Linked DNA regions of Canis lupus: region 1 is linked to region 2. Evidence: chromatin contacts called from public Hi-C data. All regions are on one chromosome and are shown on one strand. The core of a region is the stretch at or near the end of the contact, and the rest is flanking DNA. Distances in the headings are between cores, read along the strand shown.

Region 1 (6,900 bases), core at 816-3,315, 320 kb before region 2:
CTCTGTGCTACCACCTCAGTCCACCTCTTAATTGGAACACTCCACCATGCTGTAGTTACCTGTCTGTTCCCCACTCCTCACACTCCCAATTCCAGGCTGTGAGCCCCTCAAAGGCCAGGCCTAGGTCCTACCTATATCTTTATCCCCAGCACTTCATACAGGGTCTTGCCCATTGAAGAGGTTCAATGAGTGTTTACTGAACTAAACTGAACCATAAACTCAATGCCATGGAGTTCTTCATTCTGTCTGCAAAGAAGGAAAAAATAAGGATCAGGAAAGGTTTCACAGAGCAAGTGACATTTGAGCTGGGTCATGAAAAACGAGAAGGTGTAAAAGATAAAAAGCAAAAAGATATACGGGTACCTGGATTGCTTCACAGAGGTGAAAAAATCTCGTATAATATTATTTAGTGAAAATGATTATCACACAAATGTTAGCTTCATCAAGACAGGTATTTTGCCTATATTTCGCATATTATTCAAGAATACATCCCGTGACCAGAACAGTGACTGCTACATAGTAAGCACTCAGTACTGGTTCAATATTTTGACACTTAGGGATTCACAGTGATTAAAAAAACAAATGAACAAGTGCTGCAATGTAAGAGATCATAGTATAATCCCGTTATGTGATAAGTCTAGGTCACTAGAATAGATGTCCCAAGAGAGTAGTGAACAGATCTATCTTGCTCTTCCAGTATCCCTTAGTACACTTCAATAAATATTTATGGAAACAGGGTGCCAGGTGGCTCAGGTGGTTAAGCAGTGGACTCTTGATTTTAGCTCAGGTCGTGATCTCTGGGTGGTGAGATCCAGCCCCACACTGGGTGTGGAGCCTGCTTAAGATTCTCTCTCTCAGGGAGGACTGGGGGGCTCAGAGGTTGAGTGTCTGCCTTTGACTCAGGGCGTGATCCTAGGGGTCCAGGGATCAAGTTCCACATTGGGCTCCCTGTGAGGAATCTGCCTCTCTCTGTGTCTCTCATGAATAAATAAAATCTTAAAAAAAAAATTCTCTCTCTCAGGGGCACCCGGGTAGCTCAGTTGGTTAAGCATCTGTCTGCCTTAGGTTCAGGTCATAATCTCAGGGTCCTGGGATAGAGCCCAGCCACTCCCTGCTCAGCAAGGAGCCTACTTCTCCCTCTCCCTCCTGCTTGTGCCTTCTCTCTCAGATAAATAAGATCTTAAAATAGAAAAAAAAAATATCTCTCTCTCCCTTTCCCTCTGCTCCTTTGCCCACCTCGCTCCCCAGTGCACTTCCCCTCTCAAGAAAAAAAAAATTGTTGAAAAAAATGAATTAATAAAAATCTAGAATACTCTTACATCCTAAAGCTATTAAAAGCAGAGTGGCAGGGCAGCCCGGGTGGCTCAGCGGTTTAGCGCTGCCTTCAGCCCAGGGCCTGATCCTGGAGTCCTGGGATCGAGTCCCACGTCAGGCTCCCTGCATGGAGCCTGCTTCTCCCTCCTTCTGTGTCTCTCATGAATAAATAAAATACTTTAAAAAATAAGTAAATAAAAAGCAGAGTGGCAGAGGGAACATACCAAGGGGGGGAGGGTCGTTAAAACGCCCTGGCTTCTAAACCAGGTTCTGATACATGCTATCTATCCCGCGCTATCCCGCCTTGGGAAAGCTTAATTTCCTCATCCGACCGGGCTGCTAAGGGACTACGAGAGGACGGCTATACAGCCCGGCCGACCGTGGACACTCAGCAAATGTGAGTTCTCTACAGCACGAAAACATTACTAACACCTTAGATGACAGTCACCAGAGAGAATCACCAGTAAGTGCTGTAACAGGGCTGGAGCTCCCGCCGCCCCTTTGGAAACTCTTTTGCGGGGTGAAGAGACTCCTAATTCCTCACGCAAACTAAGCTTCCAGCCGCACCTGCCTCCGTCGTCGCTTCCGCCTCCGAGGCGTCCGCAGAGGCTGCGTCCCGGCGACGCGGGCAGCGCGCCTACGACCCTCCCGGGGATGTCCGAGCGGCTCCACGGTGGCGCCTACCACTACCTTTTCTAGCCCTTGGTAACCGCGACGCGGCAGCAGGCGGCGTAGGCGGCAACCGGCGGACTGAGCTTCCAACTACTCTAAGTCCCGGCAAGCCCCGCGGCCACTTCCGCTGGCCGCCTCGCGTCATCCGGCCTGGACTACGGATCCCGACGGACTCCGGGCGGAGCGTCACGCCGTCGGCCTCAGCCAATCGGCTTCGGACAAGTAGGAGGGGAGGGAGACGCAGAGACAGACAAGATGGCGGCGGCGTCTGCACAGGGCGGGAGAACTGGTGGTGGCGGAGGCAGTAGTGGGCCCGGCGGTGGTCCTACCTGCGGGTCCGGCAGTGGCCGCAGCGGCTTGTTGGACAAGGTGAGGAGCCTGTTCTTGGGGACAGCCGAAACCTGGGGAGGCCCGGGAGGCGGCGAGCCCACCTTCCCATCCCCGCCCCCCTTTTCTTCCGTGGCTTCTCGGCGGGTAGTCCTCGTCTGGCCCACCTTCAGAACCCTACCGGCGCTTGTAGCCCGATGTCTCCACACCTCCAACTCCAGCCCTCTCTTCATCAGGCCTTCTTTCCTTCTTGGAAGTGTGCCTGGTCCTTAACGCTAGCCACCACAGCTTCTTAGGTTGATTTGATTATTCCTACGTTTCAATGCAGCCGACACTTTTCTTCGGAGGTGCTGTGGGACCACAGTTGATGTGCCCATTTCACTGACGGGGAAAACTGAAGCCTGAAGGAATGAACGCAGCTATTCGAAGTCAGTAGTCCCCAAACTCTCCTCTACGACCACCACACTTGGGCGCTGCTACAGATTTCAAGTGCTCACTGGCCTTTTGCTTACTGAAGTTTGTAGGCGTTTTATTGCGATACTCAAAATACTGAATTTACTTGAGTATTTACTTACCTTATTGGGCTGACTGGAAGCCTCTAAGATTTTTTTTCCCTCGTCGTCTTCGCCCCCCCCCCCCCCCTTTTACCCCTCTGCCTGCTACCGAGGGCAGTAAGTGACACGAATTCATGAGCTTGTTGCCTTCTCTGGGTTGGCTCTTTGCCTCTCCACCATCCGTTCTTTTTTTTTTTAAACTGAGGTGCTATCAATAGGGCTTAAAGGAAAAGAAAAAACAGAAAAGTGTGCTCCTCGGTTGGCCCATCTTGCCCTTTGCGGAGCATCCTGGAAGAAACAGTTGCATGGAGATGTAGGTCCTAGTACTGGTTTTGCCTCTGATTTAGCTGTGTGACCTTGAAATACACTTGTTCTCCCTTTGTTGCCTCATTTGTAAAATGAGGGACTTAGCTTAAAGTTCCCTTAGTCCCTTCCAGTTCTCTCATTGTAGGAGTTTGAGGAGAAACGTTGCATGGGGCCTTTAATATAGTAAATAGGATTTTTTTTTGCTGTAATGGAAAGCAGCTTTCAGACATCCTTGTGCCTAACACATGGTAGATGCCTAAGAAAGAAATAGGTGAACATATAGAGGGGTTCAGATCCAGGTCTTTTTGCCTCTATTTTTGGGTGTCATTGGTTTTGAATGGCATGGTTCACACTCTTTAACTATCTTAAAGAGAGGGAACATAACACGTTCTGAGGATTGGAATGGTAAATTGCTCCAAGACACATGAGAGTATTGGGAATTGATGTTCATTTTCATACACAAATCCTGCCTTTCTGCTGATGAGCATCTCACAGCCTGTGCTCATCCTGTTCCATTCACTGTTCTTGCTGTTCCCTCAGTTTGGATCGTCACCAGCAAACATTAAGTATGGACATTTTTTTTAAAAATATTTTATTTATTCATGAGAGACACACACACACACACACACACACAGAGAGAGAGAGAGAGAGAGGCAGAGGGAGAAGCAGGCTCCATGCAGGGAGCCTGACATGGGACTCGATCCCTGATCTCCAGGATCAGGCCCTGGGCTGAAGGCTGTGCTAAACCGCTTGAGCCACCCTGGCTGCCCAAGCATGGGCATTCTATCCTAAAGAGTATATGGCATCATTGTGTTACTGAAAGAACCTGGATTTGAGGACCATAAGATTTAGGCTTTGCTATTTTCAAACTCTGTGAAGAGTGGCAGGTCAGTTAACCATACTAAGCTTACATTCTTCATCTGAAAGAGCATCGTTTTTGGGGAGAATTAAATGATATACATGAATGATCGCTGTAACCTATAGTGTCTAATATACGTATGTAGTGGCAGAGGAAGAAAACCAAGAATCCCAACTGTGAGAAAGTACTCAGTTTAGCTGATTATAGGACAATAGTAAAAGTATTTGGTGTATTCAGATGTGTGCTTTTTACAGAAATTGAAATGAGAGAGAGAGTGATCACTGAGCTCTAACTGATAAGGGAGTGAGTGCCCCATGGGAAGACCTCATGTCTGAGGATGGAGCTGGGACCTTGTTTTGGGAGAGAAGGGCAGCATACTAGGTAAGAATGTCCTTGAGCAGATCGTGCCTGATATTTCAGGTAGTGAGTTGACTGGACTGTTCTCTAAGAGACTTGTAGTGACATGAAGATAGAATCGGATTGAAGAGAGCATGGATTGCTTGGAGTAATCCAAGCTGTTGAAAAATTTTGAGACTATGTAAAGTGGTTTTCAGAAAATTAGATTTAGAAATTAAAAGCTTTCTAACAAGGCCTTATACCATACAAGTGTATAGGGCTTATTATAAAAAGAAAAACGTTTGAATTCTAGTATAGCTTGTTAAAAGCCACATGGCCTTGGATAGGTTACATTGTATTACTGAACTTAAATTTACTTATATAAATAATGTGGATTCCCATAATGTATTATGGGCTTGTAAATATTAAATTGTACAGTATTGGTTAAGTGTTCTTTGTGAACAGCTATAAAAAAAAATGACCAGATGATGAGAACCCCAATTTGAGTATCAGCAATAGATAAAGGCTTCACAAAGGAGCATTTGACAGAATTAACCAAGCAGTGAGGGCCATAGAGGATAGAAAATATGATCTGCTTAGCTGCTTTTTCTCGGAAAACTTCATTTCAGCTTTACATCGAGTTATCCTCCTCTGAATTCTCTAGCATTTATTGCACATGGGAATTAAACTGTCACTTAATATGACATACTATCTTATTTTTTTCTACCAGTTTGTATTTGTCCAGTTTCCCATGAAAGATCCTTATAGTTCTCTGAGGAAAACAACACAGAATAAGTACTTGCAGCATTAAATTTAGCAGAGAAAAAACTCTCAGATCTGCCCTGTCAGTCTTCAGAAATTGCCTTAGAGAATGGTGCCTCTAATTGTCTGAAAACTGAAGGTACTGTGGAAGAGAAGATGGGGAAAATGTTATTCTCAGTGGAGTAGGATCTGAATGAATAGAGCAGCTTTTGCTCTGTGGGAGTGAGAGGCTGTTACCTTTAAATTTCTTAAATTTTATTTGTCTTGATTTTTTTTTTTTTTTTGGAGGGTTTTTATTTCCTGCACCAGTAGTTTCACTTGCCATGAAGAAATATAATAAAGAGAGATATAAGTGTGCTTCAACGTGCTTCTAGCTTTCCCTAAGCAGATGTGAATGTCTGCTCCTGTGAAACTGACTTGGGGAACAAAGCAATTCTAGTTTCCTGATCTTAAAAATAGGTATGCAAATGTAATCTTCCAGCCTCCATCACAGAATAACTTAGATCATTGCAGTAAGTTATTTTGCCCAAAATACATCAAAGTATTTTGTTCTGCATAGCAGGCTATAAAGAAAAATTACTTGCTTAATTGTTTTATTTTTATTTTTTTAAGATATCTATTTATTCATTCATTCATTCATTCATTCATTCATTCATTCATGAGAGGCACACAGAGACAGAGAGAGGCAGAGACACAGGCAGAGGGAGAAGCAGGCTCCATGCAGGGAGTATGACGTGGGACTCGATCCTGGGTCTCCAGGATCATGCCCTGGGCTGAAGGCGGCACTAAACCGCCGCTGAGCCACAGGGGCTGCCCTGCTTAATTGTTTTAGCGATCAAATTGACATGTGGTATTAAACCATGCTTTCCAGAACTATATCCAGGTCCTTTTAACCTTGTACATGGATTTCTGTCTCCTGGCTGGATTTGTTTAGGCTATTAAAATTGTTTTGGCTATGAAAATGTGGTATTAAACTGTTTTTTAAAAGCTCTATTCAGACCCTTTTAACTTCATACCTGTTTAACTTCATTTCTGTCTCCTAGTTCATGATTGTAAAGCAGAGCTTTTGTATCTTAGTAGTTGAGAACACAGGCTCTGGAGCTAGCCTGTCTGGCTTTGAATCCTGGCTCTCCCATTTAGCAGATACGTATTCTTAGGCAAGTTAATAAATTTCTTTGTATCTTGATTTCCTCATCTGTAGAGTGGGAATAATAATATTTACCTTAAAAGGTGTGTGGCACTATGTCTAACACATAGTACTTAATAAAATATATATAGCTACTACGAACTAGCTAGTTATTGTGGACTTCAGCTTCCTCAGATACATATTTTTTTCCTAACATCGTATAAAGATACCAGACTCCATTGGGGCTTTAGTTAAAAATACAAATTACTGGACCTCATCCCAGACCTGAATCAGATTCTCGAGGTGGGACCTGGACAGCTTCATGTTTTTACACATAGCTATTTATTTCTTCCTCTACATTTTAACAGTTACTTCCAGGTTGAGAACTATCTTAGATTACTTTTTAAATCCCTTCTGGTTCTGACATATTAAAGGTTTTTTAGTTTGTTTTTGTTGGTTTGTAACCGTTCTGTTTAATCAATAGTGGTTTCTCTAAAATCTAATGAAGAGATTTTGAAATTTGTCTGTTCCAGCATCCTCATTGTATAGACATGGACAGAGTTGAAGAGGGGGAGATGAAGCAACTTGCCCAAGATGAGACATTGAGTTAGTTACACTTCCAGAACCTGGCACTTCCCAGTTCT
Region 2 (6,717 bases), core at 1,315-3,814:
GATAAAATGTAAGGCATCATGATAAAGACAAAGGCTTCCTTTTTGGGCTTCCTTCTGGAACCAGAGCACAATACCTAGAAGGCAGCCTCTTAGTGTCACTGGAGAAAGGCAGTAAATGAGCAACTATGAAGCCTTCAGCAGTGGATTTACCTCCAAGAACTCACCATGGTCTGATGCTCAGTTTTGGGTCTCCAGGGTTTGGTTCAGATATGGTACTTGCCAGCAAATTCATATGAACCATGCTACTAGGAAATGATCTAAAGCCAGAATCCATGCATTGATTTATTTGCTCATCAAACTTTTACTGACACTGGGCTTAAGCCAGGCCATACCCTAGGCTCTGGATGTAATGAACAAAACAGGTTTGGTGTTGATGGTCTAGTGGGACATAAGCAGCCCATTCCAACCCAATGAGACAAGGTGTTATGGTTATGGGAGCAACTAAGAGAGAGTGACATACTTAGCACAGGGAAGGAAAGAGCCAGTAAAAGAATAGTATCACAGGAAAGATAAGCCATGACTGCTAGGGCAAGGTCTCAAAAGAAGAAAACTAAATGTGAACCAGAAGTCTCTTTCCTGAGTAGGGAGGGAGGGCCAAGGACACATACAATTCTAAGATGGGTGAGAGGCAGTTCTTGCCGGTATAATCTACCTGGGGACAAAGGGTTAGGAAGCAAGTTGACTGCTGAGAGTGAGGGAGAGGTTCTGATTTGGCAAAGATTAGAACAGACACTGTAGGAGGATGAGGGACATATCTGAACAAGGAAATATGCTGACCCCAGCATGCATGCAAGGGGTGCTCCCCTTCTGGCTCCCACAGTGCCCATGCCCTGAGTGGGGGCACACAGAGGTCAGACTCACAAGGGTGGAGACTATATCAGTCTGGCACCATTGAATTAATAGACCATGGAGTTGGATAAGGAAAGGAGCAGAGAGCACAGGGAGACAACACACAGAAAAAAAGCCTGATCATGGGTTCCTCATCTCAGTGAGGGTTGTCACCAAGCTTCCACCGCTGGAGTCAGAAACTGGGGTATCCTCAATTCCTCCTCAACCTCAGTCCATCACCAAGATACATAGCTCCATAGCCTCCTTATCTCTTTGGTCCATCAACTTCTTTTCATCTTCCCTGGTCCCTCTGCTCTGCTCCCCCGAGAACTCTGGTGATTCCATGAGTATAGGACAGAACTTTGCATCAGATTCTTTCTGCTGCTGGGGAAAAGCTCAAATGGCTTCTAGAGCCAGACAATGAATGAGTGAAGATGCCAGGGATTGTGGCATGTTGGAAAGCCCTTCGCCATAAAACAGGGAAGGAGAGGGCTGCCATGAGGAAATGTAGGTCTAGTATTTTGCTGGATCTTTCTGTATTTTTAAGAGAAGCTTAAAAGAGTTTTATAGAGAAGTTTCCTGATTTTTAAATGTAGGCAAACTATTCAAATTTAAGGGGCACCTGGGTAGGTCAGTGGTTGAACATCTGCCCTTGGCTCAGATTGTGATCTTGGGGGTCTTGGAATCCAGTCCTGCATCAGGCTTCCTGTGGGGAGTCTGCTTCTCCCTCTGCCTGTGTCTCTGCCTCACTCTCTCTGTGTCTCTCATGAATAAATAAATAAATCTTTGAAAAAAAAACTATTCAAATTTAAAATAAAACTGTTCATCACAGAAAAACTTGTTTTTCTTTTCTTCTTTTCTTTTTATTGTATCTGTATGACACGATGGGTATTAGCTGAACCTATTTTGGTCATCATTTCACAATATTTGTAAATCAAAGCATCATGCTGCATGCCTCAAACGTATACAGTGATGTATGCCAATTATTTCTCAATAAAACTGTTGTTGAGGTGTTTCAGAGTAAAGTGTGCAGAGGGCTGTAATTTACCTTGAAAAAGATCAAAAGATGCACCCTTGGGTGGATAGAGGGATGGATAGATATGGGATAAAGCAAATATGGCAAAAATGTTAATTGGATCACCTTAGTGACGCATATACATAATTCTTTCAACCTTCCTGTGTGCTTGAAAATTTCAAAATATAAGGGGTACAGTTTTTTTTAACGGAAAAATAATTGTGACCCCATGAACCACTACTTGGTGACTTCCGTTACTAGTTTTAATGGACTTTATGAAAGTGAGGCAGAGGTAAATGAGTTCATAATATAAAGGGCATAGAACAGTCCCTAGCATATTTAATAAATATTAGATATTTATATCGCCAGCATTTGGAACAGAGAAAACGGACACAGAAGGGCTGGACCTAAACGAATTTCATTGAGTGTAGAGTGCAGGGACTAGGATTGCACGCTGTTGCTGTGTGAGTTTATACCTGTAATTTCCATCTCTGCGCCTCACGTTGCTCACTTAAGCTAATAAGAATTGGACCTAAGCTCCCCTGATTGATCTGCTCCCTTTCCTGTTTCTGCCTATACGTGTCTCCATTACCCCTCCTTTTTTTCCCCTCTTTAATGCCTTCCTAAAAACTACAATTCCCAGGAGCGCCTACAGGCGTCGACGTCGCGCAGTTCTTTGTCGTAGCTCGCGCCCTTTATACCTACTTCCGCCCACGAGCCACTTCCTTTTCTTTCCGGGGCGCGCGGCGGCAAGATGGCGGTGCAAATTTCCAAGAAGAGGAAGGTAAGACGCTGGGGTCTAGGTTCGGGGATCTGTGGTGCCGCGCGGGTCGAGGCTTGTCGAGATGCCGTCGCGAGACCCTCAGCTTCGAGCCCTGCTTCGGGAAGCGGCCTGGGCCGCGTGGCATTCCCGCGGACCGCGGATGGCGGTGGATTGAATGCGAGGCCCGAGCCAGGCGAGCGCGGTTTGGCGGCGGAAGGGAGTGATGAGAGACGTCTGCCGCTTCTGGGCGAAGACCAGACGTGAGCACCGGGCGCCCCTCCCGCCCGAGACAAAGCGCTTGGGAGCATTACTTGGTTAACAGGTAGCTTTAGTAAGCGTATTTTGAGAGGTTGGGCCGTTCCCCCTAATGTCTCTCACTAGGACTTTGGGGGGGGGAGGTGGCGTGTGCACGCCTTCTTCGTGTCGGGGCGCGGCCCTCTGACCCCCGAGACCTCGGTTGGAGAGGCTGCTGTATCTTGCCCCGTCTCTACCGCGGAGAAAGTAACCGGGAGGGAGGAGAACCGGACAGAGCACTGGATCGAGCTTTAACTTTTCGCTTTTCCGCAGGCGGAAACTGTAAAGTCCGCTTGCTTTAGAAAGAGGCAACTAACTTGTCATTTTGTGTGTGTACACAGCGTCGTGCAAATCCACACACTTTTTCGAATTAGAGTTCAGCTTTGTGAGACATGTACTGTAGGCAAGATAACATGGCTGGGAGTCTTCTGATGGTCCCTGAAGGCAGCGTATTTTCATGGGTTACAAAGGTAGCATCTCTGCTCTGCAGACAGAAGGAGTTGTGAATGTGCCATTTTATTTTATTTATCTTAAGATTTTACTTATTTATTCATGGGAGACACAGACCCAGGCAGAGGGAGAAGCAGACTCCATGCAGGGAGCCCGATGTGGGACTGGATCTCGGGACTCCAGGATCACGCCCTGCGCCGCCCTGGACCGGAGGCAGGCGCTTAACTGCTGAGCTACCTGGGCATCCCGTGAATGTGCCATTTTAGAGCAGCTGTTTGTTTGGCATGTGCTACTCCTAAAGAAGTCTTTAAAACCCTTCAATGAAGAGAAGATGACGAGTCTGACTGGAGGTGTTATCTTTGCCAGGCGGCCCCTACTCCTTGCTGCGTTCTGTGGCAGTTTTAAGGGTCCTTGGGTTAAAGTAACTTCCAAAGGACGATCTAGAGGCATTTGTCTGAGAAGGGTTGTTAAATTCTGTGTTGGAACAAGGGTAGTAAGAGTGATGATGGGATGTTTGTATGAGGTGTTGCATTGGCAGAAGGACAATGACCCTGCCATCCCACGTTCTAATTGTGAATTTTCCCTTTTGGTTAGTTTGTCGCTGATGGCATCTTCAAAGCTGAACTGAATGAGTTTCTCACTCGGGAGCTCGCTGAAGATGGCTACTCTGGGGTTGAGGTCCGAGTTACACCAACCAGGACAGAAATCATTATCCTGGCCACCAGGTGAGATCTCATTTTCCTGGTTAGCACCTGTTACTTGTTGTATATGCTAGGTTGGTGTATTCTGTAAACTTCCAGGGAGAACCAGTGAATTGGCCTTATTAGCAAACGTAAGTGGTTTGTTTTTGTTTTTAAGATTTTTATTCATTTGAAAAAAAAAAAAAAAGATTTTATTCATTTGACTGAGAGTGCAAAGCGGAGGATGGGAGGGGGTGTTGAGGGGCTGAGGGAGGAGCAGGGAGCCCTTTGCCGGGCTTGATCCCAGGGCCCTGGGATCTTGACCTGAGTGACCTGAGCCAAAGGCAGACACTTACCAACTGAGCCAACGTGGCACCCCACAAATGTGTATTTTCGTAACTGCCTTTTAAATCTGATTCTAGCTCTTGTCATCCAAAATTTGTATTTTCTATGTTAGACGGGTGAGACTTCATTACCACATATATGTAAAATTTAAAGCCATGTTTGCAGTTTTGTGAGAGCTATTGTGTATTTTCGTTTTCTCAGGACACAGAATGTTCTTGGTGAAAAGGGCCGGAGGATCCGGGAATTGACTGCTGTGGTTCAGAAGAGGTTTGGTTTTCCTGAGGGCAGTGTAGAGGTGAGTGATTTTGCCTTTTGCCAGAGATTACCGTGGACCTGGAAATGGTTATTTAGGGTGGTTACTTTTATAAACCCTTAATGTCATGAAGACCTTAGTTATCACCAAGTATTACATATGAATTGGTGTTTTGTTGGTTGTCTTAATAAGTAGCAGGCTTTATTTTATAGGCCTTTTCTGCTCATTTCTGGTGGTTAAGGGACTTTTTTTTACTCTCAACTTAAGTATGGTAATGATATGTATGATGGATTGGCTATCCCATCACTTGATGTAGCTGTAGAAGTATCTAGGGATGAGAGGGCAATAAGGAAAGATTCAGACTATGTCACAGCGTAGGCTACCTATGAGTAGTAGGAGTGTTTTAGTACTTGAGGGATGCCACAGTGACCACATGCTTGTATGGTGAATGAGTTTTTTTTTTTTCTTTAATTGAAAACAATGGGGAAAGTTAACAGGTTTAAGGGTGTACCTTGATTTCTTCTTAAAGCTCTATGCCGAAAAGGTGGCCACAAGAGGTCTATGTGCTATTGCCCAGGCAGAGTCACTGCGTTACAAACTCCTAGGAGGCCTTGCTGTGCGGAGGTAAGTGTCCTGAGACTTTTTTTTTTCAAGATTTTATTTATTTATTCATGAGTTATACACAGAGAGGCAGGGAGATAGAGGGAGAAGCAGGCTCCTCACAGGGAGCCTGATGCAGGACTCAATCCCTGGACCAGGATCACACCCTGAGCCAAAGGCAGACACTCAACTACTGAGCCACCCAGGCATCCCTGAATGATTATGTTTTAAAGAGTGGTCAGTGCTATAAAGGGAGTACACTTCTTGGTGCTTAGGTAATAGAACAAAAACAACTCCAGGGAGAGGAGGTCAGGGTTCCCGTTGAAGTTAGCTCCATGAAGTGTGGAGATTATAAAGGCATAAGACATAGTCCTGATGGGAGAGAGCTAATCTGAGCAGTATGTAGGTATGATGTGAGGAGTGGATTATAGAGTGTATGAGGTAGCTAGATTGGCCCTGGAGCCGGGCCTTCTGATGAGGTTTCAGTAGGAGCTCTTTGTGTACTTTCATTGTTGTAATTGGAATGCTTTTCCTGGGTGTATGAAATTTAGGTGGTACTTCCTGCAGAGCCCTGGGAGGTTTTCTCAGCAGGAGAAGAAATTAAGAGCTGTGCTTTAGGAACATTGACCTGGTGGGGAGATGGATGGCAGGAAAGGTGTTATAGGTAGGGACATACAAGAAAGACTGCCTGGCTGGTTTGAATGCCAGCTACACTACTTAGAACTGTGGTCCTCAAAAGCTTAATCCTTGGGCTATGATCACTGATATCCTTGGAGGAATTGTTAGAAAAATTCTCAGTCTCCACCTGCTGAAGTGAAAAGGAGTGTGGATCAGCAACCCTTTTTATACCCACTGACTTGGAAGTTCTGAGACCTGAGCCACTTACTGAACATTTGACCCTTGGATCTCCTGTTTGTAAATGGGGGGTCATTATATCCACCTCTCCTTTTAGTGGTGATTAAATGAGATGATGCGAAGGGGCTTGAACCTAGAGTGGTGGGTCCTGCTTTACTTTCCCTGTTGAAGGTGGCAGCTAGCTCTCCTAATTAGTATGTCCTAGGGTGTATAGTAATAAATGAGTTGGTGGGGGGCATATTTTACGGCTTATTGTCATTTTTATAGTTCTAGAAGTATCTTTTCCAGCACTCTGTTCAGGGCAGCTAGGAGCCTACATTAGTAGCTTGGATTCCTAATAAATGTGAATTCTGGAGATTGAGGAATATTTAGTAAACCATAAAGGGGCCGCTCAGTGACTGGGTTCTTACTGATTGTTTACCAACTCATTGTGAAATGCTGCATTTGCAGAGATGGACTGGATGACCTATGCTTGAGTTATACCACCCCCACCATTTAATTGCCAGTTTAGGGGTGCCTGGGTGGCTGAGTTGGTTAAGCGTCCAACTCTTGGTTTTGGCTCAGGATGTGATCTCAGAGTTGTTAGATTGAACCATGGTCAGCTCTCAATCTGTATTGAGTGTGGAGGCTGCTT

Evidence for each region. A called contact is a pair of places that touch in the nucleus more often than the background predicts.
Region 1: a Hi-C map of liver shows a contact between it and region 2, with 5 times the contacts expected there. The contact joins the promoter of XRRA1 here to the promoter of RPS3 in region 2. A contact is called at or near these places in 4 of 9 Hi-C or Micro-C datasets (amygdala, blood and liver).

What each region holds. Positions count from the first base shown.
Region 1 is chr21:23,620,252-23,627,151 of UU_Cfam_GSD_1.0, reverse strand. XRRA1 (X-ray radiation resistance-associated protein 1) reads right to left here and starts at 2,065. Exons shown (of 17, transcript XM_038568623.1): 1 at 1,882-2,065. SPCS2 (signal peptidase complex subunit 2) reads left to right here and starts at 2,221. Exons shown (of 5, transcript NM_001003324.2): 1 at 2,221-2,355. The coding sequence starts at 2,242.
Region 2 is chr21:23,298,371-23,305,087 of UU_Cfam_GSD_1.0, reverse strand. It overlaps RPS3 (ribosomal protein S3), which reads left to right and starts at 2,564. Exons shown (of 7, transcript NM_001313777.1): 1 at 2,564-2,627; 2 at 3,945-4,075; 3 at 4,577-4,670; 4 at 5,158-5,252. The coding sequence starts at 2,598. It overlaps LOC119865100 (a small nucleolar RNA gene), which reads left to right and starts at 3,666; the gene lies at 3,666-3,813.